Linked DNA regions of Sus scrofa: region 1 is linked to region 2. The links are chromatin contacts, called in public HiChIP or PLAC-seq maps. All regions are on one chromosome and are shown on one strand. Each heading gives the region's core, a stretch centred on a gene start, on an enhancer-like site or on the middle of the called end of the contact. The rest is flanking DNA. Distances are from core to core; before and after follow the strand shown.

Region 1 (2,858 bases), core at 275-2,774, 81 kb before region 2:
CAAGCGCTTGTCCTTTCAGCAGCTCTCCCACGCAGACCTGCCGGAGGTGGGGTGGGTAGTGGTTGCAGACATGGTTATATCTTGACCTCTAGGATGCATGCGCTCTTGGATGCTCCTCCCTGCTGACCTGGGCTGTATTTTTTCTTCATTCCCTCCCTAGATCGAGAAGACTGGGCATGGAAGGGGTGGCAAAGGCCTTGAGCCTTCCCCCAGAGCCAGCAAGGCTGTGGGTTTGCTGTGTGAGCTCGCCCCCTGGTGACCAGCCACCATGCAGACTTCCTGTCTTTGTATTGTGTGCTGGAGGTGTGGTTAGCTGGCTGTAACTAAGCCTCAGATCTCAGAGCTCTGCGGACAGTATGAGCAGGACAGGGCTTTGTACAGCATCATCTGCCACACAGTTCATATCTTTTGCTTGTTCCTTAAGGCATATGGTCACACACAGTGTCCTGACAAAGGCGGACAAGCTAATGTGCAGATGTTTCAGTAGAGAGAGGAGGCCACCAGGCTCAGGCAGGACGAGTCAGCAGTGGGCAGTGGCAGTGACAGCTGCCACATTATTAGAGTAGAATGGATGAAAGTGCAGACATGTAGACTCTAAATTTAGACCAGATTTTAGAGCTCTAAACCCCTTACCATGGATACTGTCTCCAGCCCAGTGTTTCTGCTTCTCTCCACTAGCAAGCGCTCTGGAATTTGCAGACATGGTATTTAAAGGATATTCCAGAAAAGTGATTGCCAGACTTTTATGCTGCTGAGAAGGCAGAACCCACATTGGTGTGGGCCTCAGAGCTCTCTCTGTTTCCTGGGCCTTGAGGGGTCAGCAGCAAAGCCAAGAAAAAGTCCCGAGGGACATGGCTTCTGCCTGCTCCAGCCTCAGCTTGCTTGCTGGAGAGGGGTCGGGGCATTAGCCTCCCTAGCTGTGAGTGCAGCACACGGGCTTCTGGAGGGAAAGAACCAAAGACAGAAACAAACAGCTGGGATGGAGAGGTCTCAACATCACAGAGATGGAGCACACTAGGCTTAGGTCAAGGTCTAATGCTCTGCTGGTCTGAGTAGCAACTGAGGCCCCTGAAGATACAGGCCTGGGTGGTGGGACCAGTTCAGGGTTGCCCAAGCCAGACTCCAAGTGAGGTAGAGCAAGGCCACCAATGGGATCACTCTGTCCTTTGGTATAACTGGAGAGAGACCTTGTTTCCCCCCCATCACCTCGCCCAGCATGGGATCCATCCCTTGCAATTCCATTAGCAGGTCCTCAGGAAGACCACTCTTCCCTTTGATGTGGGCTTGTCCAGAGGTGAGGGACCACTGACATCTGAATAGCGCCTTTGGCTCCCACAGGCCTGTAAACTGACTTCTTTCAACCCAGGCCACAAAGAATCTTGATTTCTTTCCCACCTGGCATTAACCATCACGAGAAGCTGTCCAGTTCCTGGCACTGAGTGTGTGCCCTCTGCTCTGGGAGCTCTTTGCCTGCTCTCCAAGGCCCAGTAAATTATGCTTCCTTTTAAGGGGGCCTGCGCTCTACGAGGGAAGGAATTTCGTTAGTGCCTCAGGAGCAGAGAACTGCAGGTGACGGATCACAGGTTGCCAGGAGGAACAGCTCAAGGTAATTAACAGCTGAAACTTAAAAATTGGATTTCACACAGTAGGGAGTGGGGGGAAGGTGGCAGGAAGGAATCCGTTGCCAAGGTCCAGTTCTCACAAATTTGCAAACCTCTGAGTGAAAACAGGCTGCCTGTGTGCAACCCCTGACCTCCTGGTGATTTTTAGATAACTCTTTTCTCACACACATATCCCAACTAACTCTTCCCTCACCCTCTGGAAGGTGTGTGAAAGCAACCAGAAGGCGGAGCTGCACTGGCGGTGGTCTCCGTTTGAGAGTGCAAGTGGGGCGCCTGGGCTTCTGGGGAATGTGCATGGTGAATGGGGCCTGGGGCCTCAGGAGTAGAGGGCTTTGCATCTCTGCCAAGTGGGAGCAGAGCTCTCTGCTCTGTGGGGCCATCAGCACCACCCACCACTCCCCAAGCTGGAGTCCTGGAACCAGGGTTGGAGGTTAGGCAGAGTGAAAACCTGCAGGCCTGCGCTTCATCGTTGGCCCGTCCTCTCCCCCTAAGCACCTCTCCTGCCTGCTCCATGCTGCCAGGGGCATATCTGAAACCATCCTACCCACGCTGCCACAGCCTTCCAGGACTAGGCCACTCATGCTCCCCAAGCTGAGGGCTCTACAGGCCTCCCTCCCTCAGGCTCTGAGCCGTTCAGGTTCATCCTCCTCAGCCTCCTGACACTGGGCCTGCTCCAGGGCTGGGCAGCCGGCCTTTGCCTCACACTGTGCAGCTGGCTCGGGCACTGCTCAAGCTGCTCGGAGAAGCCCCAGGCTGCGGCCGGTGGGAGGTGGGGGTGTTAACAGTAGCAGAGGTGAGAGTACCCTTCATCCTCACAACCATCCATGGAGAAGGCTCCAGGCTGCCCATCTCCACTCAACTAACCAGAGGCAGGCCTTAAACCCAGATCCGCACGCCTTCTAGTCAGTGCTCTTTCCTCTGCCCTGTAAGCAGCCAGGACACCAGAAGGACTGTAAGATCTCAAAGGGGAGCAAGGGAGAGCTCCTTGGTGCTGAACCAGCTTAATTTTATTTTCAAAACCCTATGAGGAGGGTTCTAGAATTACCCCTATTTTATCCATAAAAAGACAAGCCAGAGAGGTTTTGTTTACCCCAAATCCCTGGTGAGGGAGCTAAGATCTGTCCTCAGATGGTCCAGCGCCTCCTCCCAGTTCCCAGAGCTCATGGCCTTTCTCCCCCACCCTCCCTGCTGTTGCCCCAGAATTGTCAGTCCTGCCACCCAGTCAGGCTTGTCACT
Region 2 (2,703 bases), core at 57-2,556:
ATCAAACTACCAGCAGGGCCCTGAAAACGCCCTGCACTGTCACAGGGGCAGCCTCTGCACATGCCGTCCTCTCCTGTAGAGCCATTTTTTTCCTCCTTACTCTGTCCTAGGAGACAGTTCAGAGGTCCCCACTCCTTTCATCCCCCCAAGTCCCCAGCTCCAGCATGGATGACCCAGGGGACCACTGTCGGGACCAATTACCTGCCCATCAGGAGGAGCTCCCAAGGGCAGGTGGACCCAGCACAGCCCCACTGTGCCTGTTGCTGGACAGAGGCCTGAGGCCAGCCCTGTCCCTTGTGCCCGCCCAGGGCTCCTGGGATCCACACCCTGAGCCCTGCCACCCCCAGGCCCAAGGCCCTGGCACTCACCTCCATGGCCTTCTTGTAGAGGGACAGCTTACTCTTCTGGACACGGTCCATGACAGCTTCGAACTGCGGGGGACACGAAGCTCTGAGCGTGGGGCTGTGGCCTCGGGACACTCCCCTAGGCCAAGAGGACGGGTGTCCCTGGGATGAGGCCCAGCATCCCCTACTGGCTCTGAAGGGGGTGGCACCAAGACCCCCCTCTCCCAGGACCTGCTCTTTCACAACCAGCACTCAGAGCAGAAAGCGGGGAGCCCGAGGCACGGATGTGCCATCGTAGCCTCTCGCTACTGACCTGTCCAGACTTCATCTCTAGCTGGGGACACCCAGCCTGCACGCACGCATGCGCCCCTGTACCCGCATACAGCCATCATGCTCCGTGTACACATGCGCACAGAGTTCCACCCATGCGCAGAAGTACACGCTAAAAGGTTCCTACTGCTCATACTTGCACACACAAGGCCTTCACACACCTCTCCCAAGTGCCACCCCCCCTGCCATGAGCCTCTGCACACAGGTGAACACACACTCCAAATTTAGTCATGGCCACACACGCAGGCACACGGGGCCTCTGCACCCCCACCTTGCCTCCCGTGCTCCTCGTTCAGATGGAGGATGTGCCTGGCAGGGACTGGAAATGAGGGAATGAGACACCCCTCATGTCAGGGCTATAGCCAAGTTGTGCCTGGGGTCACAGTGGGGCCTGTGTCAGCGACAAGGCCTCAGGAAGCCACCTGGTCCAACACACACACACCAAGACACATGCATGTGTTCACAGGTGTGCACACACACACACACACCCATGTTCTCCTGGGCACACACACATGTCCATACATGCACATGTGTGCACACACATGCAGGCAGTCTTCCCCACACACTGCATCATAGCTCTCCTCTGCTTGTGGAGGACCTGGCCACTCTGCGGAAGGTGTCACTGTCCAAAACAGCTATTTGTAGACATCACAGTCTCACTGGCCACAGGAAAGCTCAAAATAGCCATCCTGGGGCCTCATGGTCACAGCAGATGTTTCCCAGGCAAGTTTCAGCCCAGAGAGGGCCTCTGCTCCTGCACCTCAAGGCCAGGCCAGTTTCTGTGGCTGGCTTTGGGGACCCACAGTCTGCTCAGGAACCCAGATTTAGAATCCTGAAAGGCTGAAACCCCAACTAGCTAGATAGGCAGACAGGGGGTGCAGCCACACTGAATTTCTGTGGTAAGAGCCTCTAATTGGAGCTGGCACCTTGCCTGTGAAGACTGAGGGGGGCTGGTTCTGGTCTGGGTCCCCAACACTTGGGAGGTGGACATAAGTGTCCCATCCTGCAAGAGGGAAACGGAGGCACAGACAGGGGAAGTGGCTTGGCCGGGATACTCAGTCCCAGCCATGAACTATCTCCTTCTTCCCCTTCCCAGCTCCGTTGAATGGATTCTTCCATTCCAGTTCCTTGGACAGTTTACAATGATCCTTCCTCTCCAAGCAAGAAGTACATCTGTGTGCTGGCCTCCCCGCCCCCGTCCAAGGCACCACCCTCATCACTGAGGCCCATCTGCCTTCCCAGAGGGCCACGAGCTCCACCAGTCAGAGTCTCAGGTTTGGGAGGGGGCCCTGGGACACAGAGGTCACCAAGCCCACCTCCCATCCAACCTCTGCTGCATCCCTCCCACTTCCTTTCCATGCGGTCCCTCTATCTAGGGACAGCCACACCCTACAGATGAGTGAAAAGCACTTTTGGATGCTAAGGTAAACTCAGCACCCCCACCACTTGCAAGCTCTGTTCCCTTCAGCCTCAGGCAGCCCTGCAGAATGGCCGCCGTGACTGACTCGCCCAAGTCCTCCTTTCTCCCGGATAAACAACCCTGATCCTTCAGCTCAGGACCAGTTTCTGGTGACTCCCCTCCTTTGGATACCCCCAAGCTGTCAGGGACCCTCTACAGCCTAGTGGAAGTAGGATAATCAAAATGACCAATGACTATGCAATGCAATACTATCAGCCATAAAAAAAAGAATGAAATAATGCCACTTGCAGCAACATGGATGCAACTAGAGATTCTCATAGTAAGTGAAAGAAGTCAGAGAAAGACAAATGTCATGTGGTATCCCTTATATGTGGAATCTAAAATCCAACGCAAGTCAATATATCTACACAACAAAAACAGGCTCACAGATATAGAGAACAGTCTTGTGGTTGCCAAGAGGGAGGGAAGGACTGGGAGTTCGGGGTTAGCAGATGCAAACCATTACACAGAGAATGGATCACAACAAGGACCTACTGTAGAGCACAGGGAATGGTATTCAATATCGTGTGATAACCATCATGGAAAAGAATGTGAAAAGAATATCTACGT

The links. HiChIP or PLAC-seq counts read pairs in DNA pulled down with a chosen protein or histone mark.
Region 1: an H3K27ac HiChIP or PLAC-seq map of skeletal muscle shows a contact between it and region 2. The contact joins two enhancer-like sites. A contact is called at or near these places in 1 of 5 promoter capture datasets (liver), 11 of 47 Hi-C or Micro-C datasets (alveolar macrophages, embryonic fibroblasts, fetal skeletal muscle and 4 more) and 1 of 2 datasets of contacts at active chromatin or transcription factors (skeletal muscle).

What each region holds. Positions count from the first base shown.
Region 1 is chr7:57,216,642-57,219,499 of Sscrofa11.1, reverse strand. No RefSeq gene overlaps it. Among named protein-coding and RNA genes, the nearest start is that of TSPAN3, 31 kb to the right of the region's middle. Within about 2 kb of position 1,524, at least 8 of the 83 cell types and tissues checked have an H3K27ac peak or open chromatin away from gene starts, as enhancers often do. A contact at or near this core is called in fetal skeletal muscle and skeletal muscle, where this site is marked.
Region 2 is chr7:57,135,989-57,138,691 of Sscrofa11.1, reverse strand. PSTPIP1 (proline-serine-threonine phosphatase interacting protein 1) reads right to left here. Exons shown (of 15, transcript NM_001244186.1): 6 at 369-431. Among named protein-coding and RNA genes, the nearest start is that of PSTPIP1, 34 kb to the right of the region's middle. Within about 2 kb of position 1,306, at least 3 of the 83 cell types and tissues checked have an H3K27ac peak or open chromatin away from gene starts, as enhancers often do. A contact at or near this core is called in fetal skeletal muscle and skeletal muscle, where this site is marked.